Regions from separate parts of the Cydia pomonella genome. Here region 2 is linked to region 1. Evidence: chromatin contacts called from public Hi-C data. All regions are on one chromosome and are shown on one strand. Each heading gives the region's core, a stretch centred on a gene start, on an enhancer-like site or on the middle of the called end of the contact. The rest is flanking DNA. Distances are from core to core; before and after follow the strand shown. Region 1 holds the start of LOC133525952 (persulfide dioxygenase ETHE1, mitochondrial). Region 2 holds the start of LOC133525962 (V-type proton ATPase subunit D).

Region 1 (5,087 bases), core at 1,425-3,924:
CTTTTTGGGAACTTTCCAAAACTTGCACATCTGTACTCGTGCGTGGCTGGGTCGCCGTGTAACATACAACAAGCACTCACTGGCATAGACGAGCTTGTAGCCTAACTCCTGTAGTAATGTGGCATCTCTCTCTGCGTGTTCGATAACTGGGTCTATGAGGATAGCTTCGCGCGTGCTATTGTCGCCTAGAATGTAGGTGTACGTGCTGGATGCTGTGTCGAATAGCTGGAAAAAAATAAGAAATATATTAAAAACGAAATAAAAACGAAGGCAGGAAAACATAGACAACGCACGATTCACAGCATGATATCATTATCATTGGTATCATGCCGTGAATCGTATGTTGTCTAGGTGAACACACAATTTTAGGGTGTGTGATCAGTTGATCACACCGGTTTAACAAGTAGCAAATGTGCCTAGGCCTCTGGCAATATCGCGGGCAGGGGCTAGTTGTACAAGAATGATTACCTATAATTTGTGCATGGCAACTAAAGAACTCCGTCATCGCACGTTGCAACATAATTAGCCACACGGCACCAAGGTTGCTATGTACTTCACAAATGGTGCTAATCTTGAGACCAGTAAATAAAACTAAACATCTTCAAACATTATAACTTTATAACTACTGCTAAGAGTCTGTCCAGCATTTGAACGCACATTTATAACTCAATCATAAATTGAACTGTTATAGCTTTAGTAGATTATTATCGTAAACAACATTCCACACAACATAAAGTAGCTAATCAAGGCTAAAAAAGATAAAAGTAACATAAAACTAGAATACTTATTTAATTTACTTTCTAACAAACAGATCAGAAACTTAAATTAAATGAGAATTACAAATGGGTGTTAGCTCTTGATAATTATAATAAATGATAATAATTACACTTTACGAGATAAATAATTCTCTCCAATTGCTTAAAGGTTAACTGGAAGAGATCCCTTAAAGGATATATTCACCTTTGTACAAATGTACATGTGCCATTTGTCTGGTTGTGTTTGTGTTTTTTTTTATTTATATAAAAAAGTCTTATTACTACTAAATATTTGGCATTAAGCTGCTCACTAATAAATAGTACAAAAATAATGAACTTACTTGTCTAAAAAAAAAGTTAGATCCCTTGTCCATGCTTGAAGCAAACCTTGTTTGCATAGCCGGCCGCACCAGCAAACGCACTGCCTTTGCTGTCTTCATTCCAATTGTCAGTGTCACCATCCTGCCGAGATAATATCTAACTGTAACAGCTGCATAGTCATTGTTTATTGTTATGTTGAATAATATTAGCATTGAAGCAACAAACGTGTCACTGTCTTATGATAAAAAAACAAACACTAAGCATTCATAGCAAAACGCTGATTATAGAAAAATATTGCCCTGACTGGGGCACAGATGGAATACACCAAAAAATAAGCTAGGCACTTAACTCTGATTTAAAATAGCAATAGCAATGAAAAATGGTAATTATCTTATTATGTATACAAATTTTTCATTGGTCTTGACTATTTTTTAAATTAAACAATTAGAAAAAAATACAAATATTTTTCAAGTACTACATGTTTTCAAACTTGCTACTTACGTGACTATCAACTTAGACAGCACAGTATTTACTGATAAATATAATGGGACATTGTTCTTGCTCAAATTATAGGTATTGAGAGGACAATGTATGACTCACAGAATAACATTTTATTGCTAAGCAATCTCGAGTCAAATAGCTTTAGCATTACAATAAAAACTAATATTTATTTAATTTGCTTTTAAAAGTACATGCATTTTGTATAATTTAGTTTTTTTAATTATATTATTATAATCAGTTATACATACCACTTACAGACTAGTCCAACATGTAATATATATTACATTAAAAAAAAACGAAACATTGGCAATAATACTAAGTACATAAAATATAAAAACACTACTTAACTGAAACTCTCAAGTTACTTAAATCTTATTTCTTCTCCAACTCGGTACACCCAACTGTACCAAGTACAAATAGTGTTGGGTACATCAACTGATAAAATGCATATAAGTACCCCATAGATGTAATTCTATTAAAAAGTAATATTGATGTGGTGACAAGGTACAAAGGTATCCTAACTTTTCAACCCACCACACATCTTTTTTGAGTGCTTATATGGAATTTGGCTCTGACGCTGACTGCGGGATCTGGATATAGAAGATCCTCGCATTATGGTAGCAATGAATCATAAGTTTTGTCTGTACATCAATATTTTGAAATTCCTTATAGGTGTGTTGGCGTAAACTGTAAATTTATAATAAAAATTTGTAAATAATATACAAACTTTTTCCTGTGTTAATTACTTTTATCTATAACTGAAATTACCAAACCCAAGAAAATTCAAAACAACAAAATGAAATACGTATCTATAATAAAATACATCTACACACAACAATAAACATAAATATGTACCTTAATAAAAACTTGTTCAAATAAAATAAATACCTGAAGTTCCAATTTGTTCTCCAGATTTAATTGTTCTGCTGGGCAATTCAGGTAGACAGTAACGACTGCTCAATGTCGTGTTTGCTGTTGCTTGTAAAACTTATCGTTTATGTAACACTTATCGCATTCTTTTGATAATTTGCTTTGATCTGATTGTTGTAGTGTCGTCTTCATCACACCGGGCATGGGTCATCTTATAACACTTGACACTGACAAGTTGACAATGACAACAGTGACAACTAACAGTGACAGATTTACTCGTCTGGCTGAATGCGCCAGGAGCGCGAAGCCATTAAAAAAAAAAAAAAAAAAAAAAACAGTGACAGTGACAGCTACACTTCAGTGTTGCAACAAATATATCCTAAAATTCCCTCATTTTAGGTAGGTATATAGATTTAGTCTCCCTACAGGCTACGGTACTTTACTCTTTGGGCTACGACGTAGATGACTGCGCTGCCAAGCTGGTGAAATTTCAATTTTATTAATATAGTCTGTCAAACCATTTCCGTCAGTAGAAAAAGCGGTAAATTTGAAAAATGTAGGCGCGAAGGTTGGTCGTCCCATAGAAAATTTGAAATTCGCGCCTTTTCTTACTGACAAACATGTTTGACCGGGTAAATTTGGATCGCAATATACCAAAAAGGAAATAAGAAAGGAGATGCAACACGATAATTTGGGTTCCATTAGGCGTCATTAAAATATCACTTGCTCTAGGCTACCAAAATCACCACAGACATATTTTTATCTAACTGATCTAACTCTATCTGCCTTTCTATCGCCGATTTTCCTCTTTTCGCATCCTCAGTCCGCGGTCCTCAGTATTATCCTAGGTCCTAAGTATTCAATGGTTATATTCATTCTATACACTATTACTGTCCCAAAAGAAAGGGAGGAGTATAGTTTTTTGTTTTAATTTACTTAAAAATTTCATTCGCCTTCAGCTGATATCAACCTGATAATTATAGTCGGCGAACAAAATTTGTCGGCATACATACGTAACTTTTTTTATTTAAACCTACTTTTATATGTAAACAATACTTCTTTGTTCATATTTATTTTTTATTTATTTTGACTGGAAACAGACGTCAGAAAATTAACGCTTTGAAAACAGGAAATGTAAAAACGATAAAAAAAACTTCAAATGCAGAGTATAATACATTTTAGGCAAACATTGAGAAAATCTGGGGTGGGAAATCTACACGTACGTAAAAAAAAAAATCTTAATATTTATCATTGTGTGCTTCATTTTGTTGTATTCCTATTTCATAACACACGTGGTTTTACATGATGCCTACTCGCTCTTGCTGCAGTGCTCAGCTGGTAGCGTCATTGACCCCCTTCATCCCCACTATAGCCAGTCGATACCTCGGCGTCGTACACACGAGCGTCGAGAGCCATTAGTGTGCGTGCGGGCTGCGCCGCGCTCGCTTGCTATTGATGTAAACATTGACTGTTGTCATTTTGGTTTCAGTGCGTTACCAAGATCGTATGGGACTCTTATTAGATGCAATAAAACATGTGAACATCTGTCACCCTACAATCATATAAGAATTACAGTGCTCATGTAACCCACACCCGCACAATTTTGACGAAGTGTTAATCTTTGTTTACATAACAGTGTTTTTTGTTGCTCCTATACCAAAGGATTTCATAGGAACCAAACTCGAATTATGTAGATTTTTGTTTTATTCGACAAATTGATGAGAACGTGATTGACAAATTATATTTTGGATTTTATCTGAATAGCTGCTACACTTCATAGGGTGAGTACACATAGATTAGTTACAGTACTACCTCTAGTGACCTATAAAAGACCCAGTTTAAAAACCTGAGTTGTTTTTTATTTGTTTTTTCTTTATCATTACTGCATCGCACTGGCCAGTTAAAACCAGTTTTACGGCTATGGCTGATAGTCAAGTGCCGCTATTCTATATAAACTACAAGGCATTTCCTTGTTCTAGGTGACTAGGTACGCCGTTAATCGCGCGATAAAAAAAATAAACAACGTGCGAAGGACGAAGTGTTGGTTCTTTTGTTTTCTTTGCACGAACCAGATTTTCCCATCACTAAAAGATAATTTTCAAAATGTCCCAACCTTTTGCGGATGATTGTTTCGATTAAAGCACTTTAGTACGTACTTGTAGTTGGGAAAAACGTTGTCATTCATGTTTAGTGAATGGGTTCCGCGACTCAAATCACTATACTAGGCTGTGGCTAAAATTCTATAGTCTAGTACTATTAGGATGTAGGTATGTTATGTTGTACAGTCCTGCCATAATATCACACTTACAATTATATCACGCGTTTATAGAGTTAAACCAAGGAAACTGCAACGATTTTGACAACACATACAGTATACAGTGCAAGTGTTATTTATACGTCACTATTTCGAAGAACTTTGCCGTTTAAAATAACACTTGCAGAGTTTGGGCTATCACTATCGCTGCAGTTTTACCTTGGTCTAACTCTACAGGTAGGTAGATGGAGAGTACTTATTACCTGTAATAGGTACTCATAAAAAAATGGTATGGAAGTTATTTTATTGACCTTGTCCCGACGCATTTGAATTTAATTAACTCCGCAATGATTTTTAATTAGGCAGCCTGTCTACCGATTTACAGA
Region 2 (5,087 bases), core at 1,077-3,576, 540 kb before region 1:
TCTGTTTATGATATGACAGTTTGTCTGAAGTCGGAAATGTGTCACCACAAATATCACACAGTTTTGGTGGTTTTGGTTCATCAGGTTTTGCGGGATCCGAATCTTTATCATTCTGTTTACTTTTATTTTTTCTTCTTTCTTCAATCTCTTTCTGTCTTTTCATTAGCTTTAGTTTTCTCTGTTTTAATGTCATTTGCTTATATTCTTTCAATGATAGTCTTGTTTCTGTTTTGGTGCTGTAATGCAATTTCTTGATTAATGAATTTTGTATAGTAATATTTAAATTGACATTTAACTGTTTTCGTTTAATTTTATGGTGAGATATACTTACTGCTTGGAAATCCTGTATACAAATATTAAAAAGATGGAATATTTGTCATGTTACGCATTATAAAAGTATGTATGAAACAATGAGCATTATCTAATTAGACATACCTTTTTGTCTTCTTTTTTGTGGCAGGCTCTTCAGTAAGATCCACACACTCATTTTCTGGATTAGAATCTTCTTCTTTTTTTATAACTCTCTTAATGGATAAATGTTTTAATTTGTCAATTTTCAACTTCAGTGGTTCCCCTAAAACATCATTAGTATCTTGGGGTTCGGTTTTAAGTGCACATACTTCTATTTCAATATCTGATTGGTCATTGTTGATGTCATTATAAGTATTGTTGTCCTCACAGGGCTCATGTTTTATTGGGATTAGCCCACTTTCTAGAACCTTGTGTGACTCCTTGTATTTTTTGATAAAAGCACAGACAGACTCTAAGGTGCTGTAACATACTATGCATATATTGCGGGGATATCCTTCAAGGTCCTCTACCTGTAAGTTATTTAAAGAAGAAGTATTATTATTGAGTCCCAATGGCATAAACAAAATCTTAACTCTCTCTGATCCAACAAAAACTACAAATTTAACCCTTTGAATGTCACACCTATAATGCTTGGCACATCATCATGAACCTTGTTTATATTGAGCTGTAGCCACATGCATCAGTCTTTGGAGGTCAAAGAGTTAATTGGTACTATAATTGGGTTAGTGGGTGGGGAAACAGGTATACATAAGAAACCATATCAAACAAGCACCTTAAGAAATAGCAGAAATACAGGTCTTGGGAACGTTTTATCGTCTATATCAATGTCTTCTTTCCAACAAGAATCTTATAAGAACATAGGTTTCGTAAGACAACTTATACTTTTCTTTAATCCTTTGAACCCTTCGCCTCGTGTGCGTCGCGCCATCATGAACCTTGACGCAATGCACGAAGGTTGATATTGGGATGTAGTGGCGTGCGTCAGTTGACGTTAAAAGGTTAAATTACGAAAGATCAGAAAACTGGTAAGTAGTAGTAGAAATACTCGCCTTTTCCCTAACACATAAAGAGAGTTTAGTATATACACTGTTTTCGTCTTTGCTATCAAATATTGATATATTGGCTCCTTCTTTTAAACAAACACGGCAGAGATTCTCCATGTTAAAGTATGGAATTTAATTGGACTCAACTCGGAATTTGTTTGTTGTTCATTATTTCCGCTTTATGGTTGCCGTCTGTAAAAAAAAGAATACGTTAGCCTAATTGATATAACCGGTCTTCGACAAACGATCTTCAATCGGTAAAGATTTATTGCAATAAATAAAATTACAATAGAAAAAAAAGCTACCTGCTCGACACTACGTGTAATATTCTGTGTCCCTATTTTGACGTAGTTTTTCGACACTGTATAAATTATAATAATTGAATTTGCTTATTCAGTCAAGTTGGCAGATAGTCGGTCGCTAAGGTCGTTTATTGACGGCTGATTACTCCATCCCAAACAAAAAGCAGGACAATATTTTGTATCTGCTTGGTTTGGCTAAGTTTGGTTTTGGTTGATTTGATTATTTGATTGCTGAATTTTTGACGTTTCGAAATAGAAAAATTCCTAAGCCCTAAATATCAAGCTTCATAAACGTCTTCTAATATTCATAAACTTTAATAATGTTTTAAGTAGCTATTTATTTCTTGTTTCAAAAGTATTTTAATTTTCAGATTTGGGGTTGGCTTTATCAGGAATACCGATAAAAATAAAATATTCAAATACATTAAGATGGTTCTTACTATATTTAACCACCTTCATAAACGCATGATGTCTATGACCGAAATTAGTTTTAAAACCTTGAAAGTTCTAATCCTACGGTATACAGCCACACAACACAATAATCTTACAAACCATTATGAAATACAAAATTTTACCTATAATTGTTTTTTATTTATTAAAACCAATTGATTTCTATACAATAGCTTTATTTAATCATTTGTAAAAAAAAAAATCATAACTCAAATTATGACGAGATCACAAGACCAAGCATAGACAACACTTTTATCAACCAACTTGTCTTCTGTCATCAGGTGATTGGGAGTGAGGAATTCTGAAAAGGGATAAATTCGTAAATCAATATGTCTGGGAAAGATAAACTACAAATTTTCCCTTCTCGGGGGTAAGTATTTAGCGCTACATTAAGTTTTTCAGGACATAAAACAGTCGCGTAAAAACTAGACCAATAACAGGGTGGTACCATAATTTCTGTATATAATCAATGTATCTTGGATTTTCAGAGCTCAGATGTTAATAAAGGCCCGTCTGGCCGGAGCTGTTAAGGGCCATGGTCTCCTCAAGAAAAAGGCTGATGCCTTGCAAGTGAGGTTCCGTATGATCTTGGGAAAAATCATTGAGGTAAGTCTTGTATATCTCTTGTTCTCAGTTTTCTGCGTAATACCTATGTCTTACTATACTGAAACTTGCTTTAAATAGCGGGAATTTCTTAAACAATAAAGACTGAAAGCAATTATTTGAGGACCTTGAATTATATTGAATATTGCTTAATGGGTAACCTTTTTTTCATTAGACAAAGACCCTTATGGGTGAAGTGATGAAGGAAGCAGCGTTCTCCCTGGCTGAAGCAAAGTTCACGACGGGAGACTTCAACCAGGTGGTGTTGCAGAATGTGACCAAGGCACAGATCAAGATCCGTTCCAAGAAAGACAATGTTGCTGGTAGGTACATTCTATACATAAATGTATAACAATTTGCAACAAATTTGAGAAGATATAGCTTACTGTTGTCAATTAATAATAACTGCCAGATGGATGAAATAATTGTAATTAAAAAAAAACAAGTTAGTGATAATTTTACTATTGCTTAGTACCCATAGTACAAGCTTTGCCTAGTTTGGGGCTCGGTTGATCTGTGTAAGATAGTCCCCACATACTTAATTATTTGTTTATTTTCTAAAAAATATTTATGCATTTGTTATTTAGAACTTACACAGGAATCTACATTAACAAAAACTTTTTCAATAGCTGGGTCCACACAGAGCGAGCATACGCACAAGGCTATCTCCTGGACGTGGACCCGGCTATTTGTGTAAAGTATTGCAAGTTACCATTAAGTTAAGCCCCTTACATTGGCTAGTTAACGTTTTAGTAGTAGTTAGGTTGATAATCCTCTATCAAAAACACAGATACAATTTCTATTAGATTGTTATTCTGTCTTTTATCTTATTTCGTACAAAATCGATTCTTTGTTTGAGAATAATGAAACCTTTATATTCATAAATTTTTTGCCATAGTCTAAAACAGCATTAATTTTGATATTCAAATGTTTTATATACTTAAATATATGGCAGTGAGATATTACTAATATTCTAAAACAGCATTAATTTTGATATTCAAATGTTTTATATACTTAAATATATGGCAGTGAGATATTACTAATATTCTAAAACAGCATTAATTTTGATATTCAAATGTTTTACATACTTAAATATATGGCAGTGAGATATTACTGTTTGCTATTCATAATTCAAACATTTCATAAAATATTTTTGTTTTATATTTAACTCTTTTCTTGGTAACATACTCATTTGCACACAAATTATTCTCAAAAACCGCAAAAATGTCTGATGCCATATATCAAAGACAGTTAGTTATTTATTATAAATTTGTGTTTTACAAGTAGTCACACCGCACGTACACACATGCACGCACGTACTGCTCGCCCTTATAGTTGGAAGCCAAAGATGCCTAAGGTGGCATGTAGTCGAGACATTGGCATGGGCCGTTAGCCTCAATAGCTCTAGATGGCAGCTCGAATCCAGCCTCCGCCACTAGATGGCTTAGTAACTTTTTCTTTAGTGTAATCATGATCTATTTCTAAACTATTTATGTATTATTAATTCTTTTCCCAGGTGTCACACTGCCGATCTTCGAGTCATATCAAGACGGTTCAGACACGTACGAGCTCGCGGGTCTCGCGCGCGGTGGTCAGCAACTCTCGAAGCTGAAGAAGAACTTCCAGAGTGCCGTCAAACTGCTGGTCGAGCTTGCGTCACTCCAGACCTCGTTCGTCACTTTAGATGAAGTCATCAAGATCACTAACAGGCGTGTCAACGCTATTGAGCACGGTAAGTTCAAGCTAAACTATACTTAACCTTCCCAATGTTGTAAGAGGTTACCTTACAATTGATGCTCAATGTCAGCCATGAATCTTTCAAGTACAAGCTGAATTAAAATTTAAAAAATATAAAATCACGACGATAGATGTCTTCTTGCACCTCCCTAAAGAGTGTAAACATGGAAGGAAGTGATGGAAAGATTCACTGGGCTCAAGTAAGCTTTTGGTGGCTTTCGGTGGATTGGATTGGACTACCATCTTAGAAGGTCGCAAGTTTAATTGTGATATGAGATGTTGAATTTTTCTTTTTCTGTAAACCTCGAATTTTGTTAGCATACTGCTTTGCTTGGAATAAAATGAAATATTCGGTTGGGGCAAAAACTTTTTTGGTATGATTTAATATTATGCATTTTGGCTGTGGACATAATAAAATAAACTGACTATAAGTCAAATTTTCATACTTTATCCTTAAACACAACTTTCTACTGATTTTCCCGGACGTTTTTGACCCGTATTTTTTTTTATTTCAGTAATCATCCCGCGACTGGAGCGTACTCTGGCGTACATCATCTCCGAGTTGGACGAGCTGGAGCGTGAGGAGTTCTACCGGCTCAAGAAGATCCAGGACAAGAAGAAGATCATTAAGGACAAAGCG

What was found. A called contact is a pair of places that touch in the nucleus more often than the background predicts.
Region 2: a contact with region 1 is called in a Hi-C map of whole body, with 6 times the contacts expected there. The contact joins the promoter of LOC133525962 here to the promoter of LOC133525952 in region 1. A contact is called at or near these places in 2 of 2 Hi-C or Micro-C datasets (both in whole body).

What each region holds. Positions count from the first base shown.
Region 1 is chr15:14,218,767-14,223,853 of ilCydPomo1, reverse strand. LOC133525952 (persulfide dioxygenase ETHE1, mitochondrial) reads right to left here and starts at 2,674. Exons shown (of 6, transcript XM_061862389.1): 1 at 2,466-2,674; 2 at 1,097-1,217; 3 at 81-225. The coding sequence starts at 1,216. It overlaps LOC133525948 (tubulin-specific chaperone cofactor E-like protein), which reads left to right and starts at 3,532. Exons shown (of 9, transcript XM_061862384.1): 1 at 3,532-3,666; 2 at 3,937-4,228.
Region 2 is chr15:14,756,797-14,761,883 of ilCydPomo1, reverse strand. LOC133525962 (V-type proton ATPase subunit D) reads left to right here and starts at 2,326. Exons shown (of 6, transcript XM_061862408.1): 1 at 2,326-2,477; 2 at 2,596-2,713; 3 at 2,886-3,033; 4 at 4,227-4,442; 5 at 4,963-5,087. The coding sequence starts at 2,437. LOC133525960 (myoneurin-like) reads right to left here and starts at 1,880. Exons shown (of 5, transcript XM_061862405.1): 1 at 1,661-1,880; 2 at 1,358-1,547; 3 at 436-817; 4 at 1-236. The coding sequence starts at 1,472.